2 separate regions of the Astyanax mexicanus genome follow, and region 2 is linked to region 1. The links are chromatin contacts, called in public Hi-C maps. All regions are on one chromosome and are shown on one strand. Each heading gives the region's core, a stretch centred on a gene start, on an enhancer-like site or on the middle of the called end of the contact. The rest is flanking DNA. Distances are from core to core; before and after follow the strand shown. Region 1 holds the start of bambia (BMP and activin membrane-bound inhibitor (Xenopus laevis) homolog a). Region 2 has its middle 84 kb from the start of bambia.

What was found. Hi-C and Micro-C count contacts between places; a contact is called where the count stands out from the background.
Region 2: a contact with region 1 is called in a Hi-C map of muscle, with 9 times the contacts expected there. The contact joins the enhancer-like site here to the promoter of bambia in region 1. A contact is called at or near these places in 2 of 3 Hi-C or Micro-C datasets (blood and muscle).

Annotation. Positions count from the first base shown.
Region 1 is chr15:35,071,564-35,077,198 of AstMex3_surface, reverse strand. bambia (BMP and activin membrane-bound inhibitor (Xenopus laevis) homolog a) reads right to left here and starts at 1,475. Exons shown (of 3, transcript XM_007259650.4): 1 at 939-1,475. The coding sequence starts at 1,014.
Region 2 is chr15:35,156,479-35,162,340 of AstMex3_surface, reverse strand. No RefSeq gene overlaps it. Among protein-coding and RNA genes, the nearest start is that of bambia, 84 kb to the right of the region's middle. Within about 2 kb of position 2,875, the one cell type or tissue checked has an H3K27ac peak away from gene starts, as active enhancers do.

The DNA of each region.
Region 1 (5,635 bases), core at 226-2,725:
AGCCCTCCTGCTGCTTAAAAACAAATCATGTTTTATGATTAAGCACTTAAACATACTTTATATTTACATGTAGTTCTTTTTCTACAGAACGTATATATGCTCATATATGCTATAACTGCATATATAACCTGCTACCTCACACTACATGTTCACCACAATGAACAGACACAATGTCAGATTTTTACTGTTATGATATATTGCTTTACTAATGTAAATGATTTGCCATTTCTGTACAATGTTCTACTGCAATATGTGTATGTCTTTCTAAGATTGAAAAAGGTAACCTATCCAGTAGGGGTGGGCAATATTATATTGTATACAATATATTGTGACACAGAAATATCGTGATATTAAAAATCCATATCGTGATAATAGAGATGTCCTGTCTTAAAAGTAGTATATTATTTACTGTGAAGCTTTAGGTGTATTTATTGTATAATTGTTTTAGTTTGCAGTTTATATGCATGCACTAAATATTCTGCAATATTTGTTGCTGCATTATATTATTTTATGCTATATTATTTATTTTGCCACATTATGATTATGCTGTTAATATTCTCTTATACTATATTCCTGAAATTAATTAATTATTTTTCTGTTTTCCTATATCGGCAAGTAATATATCGTTATGGCAAAAATACCCTGAAATATCGTGATATTATTTTAGAGCCATATCGCCCACCCCTATTATCCAGTTAATGTTTTTTTACATTTTTAAATTAATTTTAATCCACTTTACTCTCTACACCAGTGAACCCAATCCTTTATGTTCTGTTTTAGACCCTTTAACTACATCTCTTGCATTGTTTACTACCTTAACTTGTGGTTTAACCATATTTGCCTTTTTTGTCCACAAACTGTAACTTTTAATCCCCTTCTTATGTTACTAAGAGTGTGTTCTGGTGTATGTAGCTAGGTTTGCTAGCTAGGCTGCCTACCTTTAGTGAGGAGAATGGCCATGGCACACAGCTCCAGCTGAAACCAAAGCGAAACCAGGCTGGAATGGCGATCCATTGAGCAACGGCGACTCTTCCCAGCCCTTCAAGCCCGCGGCAAGACCCTCCAAATCGGTTTGTGGTGAAGACCTGCTCTTTACATGTGCCTTAAAGCCCACATATCACTGCATTCCCTTAGATCCGCGGCTCACATAGCGTCCAAACGGAGACCGCACACTCAGAAGAGCTCCTCCAGCAGCGGCTCTCTCCGCGGATCCATACAGTACAGCAGAGCGGAGCAGATCAGTCCAGTTCTTTAGCGAAGAAATACGACTATATTCGGAAACCACGCCACAACGACGCAAAACTAGTCCGTAACACGTAACGGCAGAAACTTTCACAACGTTAAAGAACGTTTCTGAACACTTAAACAACGGGAAAAGCACGAAAAAGACGATATTTAATCCAAGAGCGACCTCGGCTCCACAGTACAGCTCACAGTACGGCTCTGAATAGTCAAATCCAGCAGCGCCAGGCCACAGTTATGAGGCTCCGCGTAGCCACGCCCCCGTGGGCGCTGATTGGACGCGCGTGTTGCTTTCTTTGCATACTCTTTACAATGTAAAACCACGGCTCTGAACCAACTCTGATGAGACTCCGCGTCGCCACGCCCACTCGTAACGCTGATTGGACGAACCTCGGAACCTTATTTACATACGTAAAAGTTCGTTGGCGTTCAGGTTAGACTTGGTTATAGATTATGAGACCAGACGGTGGAAATAGTAAAATTAATACAAATTAAATTTAATATATATGAATATTACTTTACAACCATCCGGTAATTTATATATGTTATATATTATGTATTTTTTAACTGTTAAAACATAAAGGTGAAGGTAACATGTAAGCTTAATTATTAATTAGATTTTTAGATTTATTATTTTTTTTATGTTTTGTAGCTAGGTAAATTATAGTCGTTAGCTAACTAAACATATATGAATGTAGCTTAACTATCTAAAATCCTGCTTGAAAGGTAGGTAGGTGGGTAGTTTTAGCTTTAAATCAGTTAAATATGATAAGTTAAGAAAGTAATCATTCTTTAAATTAATTATATAAAGTACATAAATATTTTTTTCTGGCTACTGAAGTCTCGAAAGGTCGCGGAAAAACGGATGTACGGACTGGGACGAAGCGGTTAGATAAATTAGCAATCCAAAGAGACACATGGCGCCAGAGAGACGACACACACAGACAGGGCCACTCAATTACCCCCAAGACAATCCCATGCAAAACACACACACACACACGGCTCCGATCGATATCTCCACAGCCCGAGCAGTCTGTTCATATGTTTATCATTCAGTTAGGACAGGACGAGTCCTACTGTTTGAAGCTGAGGGACAACATCGGTGCCAACAGCAGACAGCTGAAGTTAAACTATTACAACCTTACAAAAAAAAAAAAAAAAAAAAAAAATATATATATATATATATATATATATATATATATATATATATATATATATATATATATATATATATATATTTTTTTTTTTTTTTTTTTTTTTAAATATAAAGGAAAAGGTGGCAACTCTCTAAATGTCAACTTTACAGGGTTCATATAAGACTAGTAGTATAATTAAGATGATACATTATCTATACATAAATTATCATATATTGTATTAAAACTATTTAAAAAAAATAATAATATTATTTTATTAAGCATAAAATATAAAGAAAAAAGTGACAATACATGCAGTAATAAGAATACTCCACACTCATGTTATAAATATTGTTAAATTTTTAATTAAGACATGGCTTTACTAATATATAATAATTAAGATAATAGTAACTATTATATATTTAAGCATTAAAATAGCAGTACAAAAATGGGGAAACCAGGGTGACAAATACTTAAGTCAAGTAAAAATCATAGAACTAAAAAAATCAGACTAATTTAGCCGGTGAATTTTCACGCTTATTTTGAGTTAAAATGACTTAAAATAAACAAAACTGATCAAGATTCTTTAAAAAGCTACATAATCTTATAATGCTTAGTAAGGCATAAATATTTCTCCTATAAGGGAGAAAAATAAGATGTACTGCTTTGAAATGAGATGATTTCACATGCCAAATTTTAGTTGTTTGCAGTGTACTGCTTGTATTAAGCCATTTTTACAAAGCAACTTCACACAGATGCAGGTGCCCTAAGCCCTCAGTTAGCAACCCAGAGACTACAGTGGCACAAAAAAATCTCCCTCAGAACAAGAAAAAGAAACCTGGAGAGGAAGACCCATGTGTCTACTATCTCTTAATGAAGACATAGGGCTCATGAAGTGGTAAATAAAATGCAGAATTGTTTAAACAAATACATAAAATGTGCAGTCCAGACTGACAAATACTTAAAACAAGCAAAATTTGGACACATGAATCAGACTAACTTGACTTTTTAACGTGACTTTTTGTGCTTATTTTGACATTAAATTACTTAAAATAAGCTAAATTCTAAGCAAGACTGATAAGAACAAGCAAAATAATAATACACTTACAATGCTTAGTAAGACAAAAATTCATATCAGTGTAGTGCTTGTAATAAGTTTTTTTTTTTTTTTTTTTTACAAAGCAGCTACACACAGATACAGGTGCAAGCCCTAAGCACTAATTAAGCAACTCAGAGACTACAGTGGCAAAAAATCTCTCTCAGAACAAGAGAATTAAACAAAGTTTCCCCTATATTTAAATACAGTATATTAAAGTACTCTACATGCCTTACCTTTTTTAAACAGATACATAAAAACACACATGCAGGCCAGTTTAACAGTAAGTTAACAGTGAGTTTGTGAGATGATGATGTTGAGAAATAGATATAATCACTGGTGGCTGCTGATAGCTGCTGCTGCTGGTGCTGCTGCTGCTGGTGGAGAGCAGCTGTTAAAAAGGCACACACAGACAGAGAGGCGCTCAGGCCTCATTGCCCTTTGCCTGCTGATAGACGGCCATCGGTTCAGGGTCAGAGGGGGGAAAGGAGGGACACACACACATAGAGGGAGAAAACTGACTGGATCGACAGCAATTGTTGTAATTGTTGGTAATTTGGCTGAGGCGCCAATCTATTCAGTCTCTGAACTCAATGGCAACAGGCGCTGCCCACACCTTTAATTACTAGCCTTCACACGTTTTGGGAAAAGGAGCAAGACCAAAGAGAGCAGGGAAATTATGAATAACCCAAAAAAGCTGGAATTACCCAACTCAGAACACAGGAAAACAGAGAGAAAACAGCTAAAATTATTGACCTGTTTCATGAAGTCTTGTTTATATCTTCCCCTCTCAGTCACTGCAGGCCTGTAATGTGAGTGTCATCCAGTTAAACGTTGTAATAAAAGCAGGAAAACGCTTTATTTCTGCTCTGTAATTCACGCCGTCCTCATGGAACAAGCATGCGCCTAGATACACCTACACAGTCTATGCTCGTGCTGCTGCGGTGGAGCTACATGCTGAGAGTGAGTGAGTGAGTGAGTGAGTGCTGCTCCCTAGTGTTTAGCATCAGAACGGCACATTTTAAAACCCAGCTTTTACACAAGTTTGGTTTATTTTATAAGTGAAAAAAACAAAACTGACTAAAATGTAATAAATACATGTTGTATATTGAAGAAAATTAAAGGTAATTAAAATACAAACATCATAATATAAAACACAACACATCAGAACACTTGTGCATGCTACATTTTGTTTTTATTTTTACCACACAATGCGTGCTATCTAGCAATTACTAAACTAAATTACTTAATGAATAAATCATTATAACTGTATGTATAAAAAGGTGCAGAGGTTCAAGTTCAAGTGTTTTATTTATATGCTATGGGGAATTTGAGATTATTTTAATAATTTATTTATGAATTAAATTAAAATCAAAATAAACATTTGATTTAAAAATCAAATTAAAATCAGACAATCATTGGCTTACTTTACTCATTTTGAGACTTTGAGATGAAAAAAATGAAAAAAATAAGAAACCATTTTAAAATTAAGAGTTTCTTTGATTTTACCAAATTAAAAGTATATGGAATATAATCAAGAGGAAGATGGATGATCACAAGCCATCAAACCAGACTGAACTGTTTAAATTTCTGCACCAGGAGTGGCATAAAATTATCCAAAAGCAGTGCGTAAGACTGATGGAGGAGAACACGCCAAGATGCATGAAAACTGTGATTAAAACCAGGGTTATTCCACCAAATATTGATTTCTAAACTCTTAAAGGTTTATGAATATGAATTTGTTTTCTTTGCATTATTTGAGGTCTGAAAGGTCTGCATCTTTTTTGTTATTTTATCCATTTCTCATTTTCTGCAAATAAGTGCTCTGAATGCTCTATTTTTATTTGGAATTTGGAGGAAATGTTGTTCGTAGTTTATAGAATAAAACAACAATGTTAATTTTACTCAAACATCTACATATAAATAGCAAAATCGAAATTAACTCATTAAGAAATTGAAGTGGTATCTTAATTCCTTCCAGAGCTATATATGTCTCAATTGACATATTTTTTATATAGTTTTTGGTAATGTATTTTTTGCAGTGTATGCTTACAGTAAGTTTTTTGCCTTAAAAAGCCATTTGTGGATACTGATTCTGTCCCAAATTATAAATGTAAGGAAATGTTTATTTTTATTTATTTTTATTTGCATCTTTCAAACTGTT
Region 2 (5,862 bases), core at 1,626-4,125, 84 kb before region 1:
TTCTTCTCCGGTTGCCACCCGTTCAGCCTGACCCAGAATGCACCGCTGCGAGCCCTCGCGTCCCCTTTGGCACAGCACTCAGCTTTTGTCTGGCCATCAGACAGAATTAAGAGTTACAGGAGCTGCAAACTCAGGCTGACATGAGCTGATGAGCTCTGTTATGGGCCGGCAGGATGGGATGGGGGTGGGCTGGGGGGAAGGGGAGCAAGTTTAAAACGAGGGCAAAACAGAAACGATGCCCACAAGAGCCACGTGACCCCCCCCCCCCCCCCCGCCCCCCCCACTCCCATCCAGGACACCCCAAATCCAGCCCGTGTTTGCTGCACGGCTGCGGGGCGTTTGGCGGGCCTCTAATTACAGGTGAAATTGAAGCTGATGTGGTCTGATCTGATCTAACAAAATAAGCTAATCTCTTACTCTCTTGCTCCCGCGCTCTCTCGCTCTCGCGCTCTCTCGCTCCCGCTCTCACTGTACTGCTGCTACCATATGAAATAGGAACTCATTAAAGATGAAAGAAAAGAAACTGCTGCTCTTCCCACTGTCCCCGCTCAGACTGGAACAGGTTGGGGTCAAAGGGTGGCGTCTCTGACCGGTTATTAAATGGCCATCCCCACCCCCTGCTCAAATGCTCCGTGGCCCACAAGGTGTTGGATGTGAATGAGGGGAGAAGAGTGAAAAAAGGGTGTGTGAATAAGAGAGAGAGAGAGAGAGAAAGAAGGATAAAGCTGATGCGAGACGGACATTGTTCAGAAATAATTGCATTTACAGTACTAGGCAAAATTGTGAATACACCTTTTAATTTAGTGTTTTTAATTTTATAATTTTTGTCCTACATTATAAACACATTCTGAAAGAATTCTGAAATTCTGCACTTGCATTGCGTTTGAGAATACTTTTAAAGTTCTTAAAATTGAGTGACCATTTATTTAAATAATATTTTTCCCCTAGTCATAATCTGGATTAGAACATTACTCAAATAGGGCTATTCACTGTATTCCTGTAACTCTACCTCTTCACAACTTTACAACTGATGCTCTCAAACACATTAAGAGGCAAGAAATTCAAGTAATTAACTCTTGACGAGTTCAGCACAGCTGTTAACTGAAAGCTGATCATTCCAGGTGACTCTACCTCATAAAGATGACTGAGAAAATCCAGCCAAGATGTGCAAAACTATCTAAATCTAAAATATAAAACATATTCTGGTTTGTTTAAATAATTCCATGTTTTTCTTTGTATAGGTGAAGGACTTTAGTATTGGACTACAATTCAGAACATTTTAAAATAATGAAAAACCATAGAATTTAAGATGTGTCCAAACTTTTTAATGGGATCTTTATATATAGCCAGACACACACTCACAGAGATATATGTGTATAGTGATTAAACGATACAGGGCACAGGGCTAAAAGCAGTATACTTTAAAATATGCCCTATCAATTTACAAAGCACAGAATTGAAGACAGCATAAATTCCTCCAATGATTTGTAATTATTAATATTATTGATTAATTAATTTAAAGACTATTTTATGATATAATTAGTAAGTAAAACATCATTCATGTTGATGGGCTATATTTGCTAAGAAACCATAATGGGCAAACCTTACTGAAGTCATGTCCATATATGTATATTGTAAAGTAAGTTAAAAATTTTATGATTTTGTGTCAGGCCTAATAAAAACGAACTATTTGGGTTCCATAAAGAACCATGTTTTTGAAAGAAATACTGTACATGTGTGAAGAACCTTTAGCGAGTGTAAACAAACTGATGTAAAGTTTCTTTGGCAATTTGTTTTTCTTAAATAAACATAAACATAAATAAAGATATCATGATATCACTCAAAAAAATCATTCAACCCTTTACTATTTTTCAAGAGCGTACAAAAGAAGACAAATTAATAGATTAAAACATTGCCAAAACAAATAAAATCTACAACAATTGCGTTTGAAGCCAAAAGGTCTTTTGTTTAGGGAGTTTACTCTCTAAGTTATTCCACAATCCAGCACAGGTGACAGAAATTTGGATATAAAAAATACATTGTTTATTGGATCATTGATAGAGGCTTGGGCGACTCTGGTTCTTCTGCATAATTATTGAACTACATTATTTCAAAGCTGCATATAAAGCACATCATGTTTTTGGTTAATGGAACCAACTGGAACTTTTAACTGTGTCACATGATCTGCCTGTTCTGCTGTGTTGTGTTGGAAACGCCATAAAGAATAAAAGAATGTGAATTATGAAAAATGGGTAACATTTTATAATAAGTTTTATTAATATACCATTAACTAATCATTAATAACTGTTATTTTTCAAATTTCAAGAAACTAAAAAGTTGCTATCACATTTGTAAATACTAATGAACGCATTGGCAACATGAACTGCAATTGATAAACATTTACCTAGTTTAAAATTCGTAAATACTAACAAATATTCTGATGAACTAATGATTTGCTAACATTTTTAATATGAATATGCTGATAAATAAGTGTCATGTGTGAGTATTTGTTAATAATCAAATACTACTGCTTTGTTCACATCCACTGTCATACTATCATTAGTTAAAAAAATATATATTATTGAAATTTATTTTAAAGTGTCACCAAAATGTATAGTTCATGTATAGTTTTGTTTTTGAATAATATATATAAAAAAACTCAACAACATAGGTTCATTCGAATAAACATAAAAATATCTTGCATTCTGAAAGAATACAATATAATTACCCATAGCATGACACACATCAAACTATGCCATCAAACACACACACAGCCCACTATCCTCCGGCCCGTCTGTGTAACCTGAGCTGCTTTAGATGGCGTGTCATTCAACAGGCATCCCTCCATTCCAGCCCAACTCTACTTCTCATCCCGTCTTCCCTATATAACCTCTTCTTTCTCTATCTCTGCGTTATTCATAGACGAGTGCTCTATCTCTCCGTCGCTCTGCGTCTGCTCGAGGTCGGGATGAGATCACAGCATTTCGCCGCTTGTCTCTCTTCATGGGAAGCTAATCTCAACACCTCATCTCATTCCCACACATGGCCTCTGGTTCACGGGTCAGCTACCCCTCCTCAGGTGTACCTTCTCCTTATCAATTCACATTCTATCCGTATGCTTTCCTTTAATATGCATATGCATAAACCATAATCAGCTAATTATACTGAATTATCACATCGCTTTCAGTGTCTTTATACTGGATCAACATCATTATTCTTCCTGCTTCTCACTATTCCTTATATGTTTTAGAGTTTTAAAGTTACTAATTATATTCATCTTGGTGGTGTGGTGTTCTGCTTGTTACGTTTCTGGGGAAAGCTAGCTTTACTAACAGTGTTTTGTTATAAAGGAGAGTATGAATGTGTTTATTTGACAGCGTTCTCTATATTGTATGAAAGAGAAAGCGGTTTAGATGTTATCACAATTCTTTCGAAAACCTGTAAAACAGAAAGAACTATCAAGAGTTTCTATCTTGGGAAAAAAAATCCAGACCCCACGCAGTCAGAACACTGTTTAAATCGACTATTTAAATGCTATTTAAACAAAGATTTTCAATATGTGACAATTTATGTGAAATTTTGTTAATTTCAGAAAATAAACAAAACCTGAGGAAAACATGAAGAATAAACCCAAATTACACTACGGGCCCTATTTTAGCCATCTTTAGAAAATCTGTCAACCAAAGAAGGGTGTGTCAGTGTGTCTTTGCTATCATAACGACAGGAAAAGTACACCTTATGCAGCTTGAATAGTGCAAAAGGCATGTACTTATTCTCTCAATTAATCATGAGTGCGTTTTGGGCGTAACATGCAATAAACCAATCAGTGTGTCACTTGCCATTCTCTTTAAGAGACAGGGGCACCTTGTCACCGATTTTGGCGGATTGCTATTTTAGGGGTGCAGCTACATGGATGTGTCCAACGTTTCTCAGCAGGGGAAACTGACCTTCTTGTTCATGCTGTGAAGGTGTGAGAGCAGGTCATATAATATAATATAACAATAACTTTTTTTTTTAACAATATTTTTTGTTAATGTAGAATAATGTTATATTATAGTGTATTTTGATTATTATTGATGTAAAAGTTTGCATAGGAAAACAGTTTTGTCACATGTCCATTTTATCACTTGTAAATTCCCTCTAAGCATTCATATATACTATAATTTCTTTCTACTATGAATAATAGTTAATGTTTATTGTAGTTAAGAAACATCACATAAAAAAGAAACAAAAATCTGAATCAAAATCAAAATGCATTTCAAATACATTTTCATGGCACTGTATGTAACTGTAACTTCTCACAACTTTCTTAACAGCTTCATTAACAGCCAATGTTTCTTCTACAAGGACACAACCTTGGAGAAAACTCTCAAAAACACAACATCAATCAAATAAGACAGAATGCTGTCAGGTTTTGATTGCATTCAGCAGCAAATGCATTAGTGTGGTCAGGATTTTTGGCTAATCATCACCTCACCTCATTCCCAACTCCCTAACTCATCCCAAAATTACTGAATAGAGCACCATCTTTCCAGAGAACCTCACAGAACCATGCAGATTCTATTATATTTTATTCTATTCACACTAACACTGTGTCTCTACAGGAACATTTTAATTTCATTTCATTTTAAAGAATACACTCTTACCACTGTATCACAGCTCACCCAGGGTGCTTTATACCCCTCTAGTGCGAGGTTCATGTTCATCTGCTCCATGCAGACAGTTCTATTCTATTGTCCGTGTGTCTCTACAGGGAAACTTTGGAGTCAACTTCATAATAAATAGTATAAAAAGCTTTGAGTGGATAATATATTGAGGCTTTTACTAGAACTTTATTTCTTTGATTAAAAAAAAGTATTAAAGAAGTACTGGAAGAGAGTGAATGAGTGACTATGAGACAGAGAAGGAAAGAGAGAGAGAGAGAGAAAGAGAGAAAGGGAGGGAGAGAGAAAGGGAGGGAGACAGGAGCAGAAAAAAGAAAGGGTCAGGGAGAGTGTGTGTATGTTCAGTTCAGTGGACACGTCCTTTGGCCTCATTAGATGATTAACTCACTGCTCATTCAGCCATGTGAAACAGGACACACATAGGAAAGCTGAGGAGAGGAGGGAGTGTGTGTGTGTGTGTGTTTGTGTTTGTGTGTGTTTCTTAGTATGTATGTGTGTGTTTAAATAAGTTGGTAAGTAATTATAATGCCCACACATCCTTTAAAAAGACAAATGCTTTATAACGTGAAGAAAATAGTGAATTTGAGTAAAAGAAGAGATAAAAAAACAGCCTAAAACAAGAGAGAGAGAATGAGAGAAAGAGAGAGAGGGGGAGAGAGAGAATGAGAGGATTACCAGCACTCGTTTCTCGCTCTCTGTGTTGAGCTCTTTTCCTTCTGCTGTGCTGAAAGAATGTGACAGTGCTGACTGTAACTGCTTGCTAATTATGGCTGTTGTGTCACTATGCTTTTTGCACAATTCGCTGATTGTTGTGTGAGAACATTAGCCAGGCGAACACAAGCTTTTCTCTCTCTCTCTATCTCTCTCTCTCACTTTCCCTCCACCAATTATTCATATTCACTCCGCTGCGTCGCACTGCTCCATGCAATCAACAGAAAGAGCTGGATAGAGGGACATGAAAGAGATGAAAGTTGGAGTTACACAACGCGACGAGTTATAAAAGCAGTTGTGGGGGTCACTGTGGGCCACGACGGACACCCAGATTCATTTACCGGCCAGTTCTCTCTCTCAGTGCTGTGTGTAAAGAGAGAGTGAGACGTGCGTGTATACTGTATACATGGCAAAAGTCATGGTATAGCAGTTTGTACACTGATTATGAAGTGTGTCCTCTACGGAACGGCCTGGAAAAACTGACACC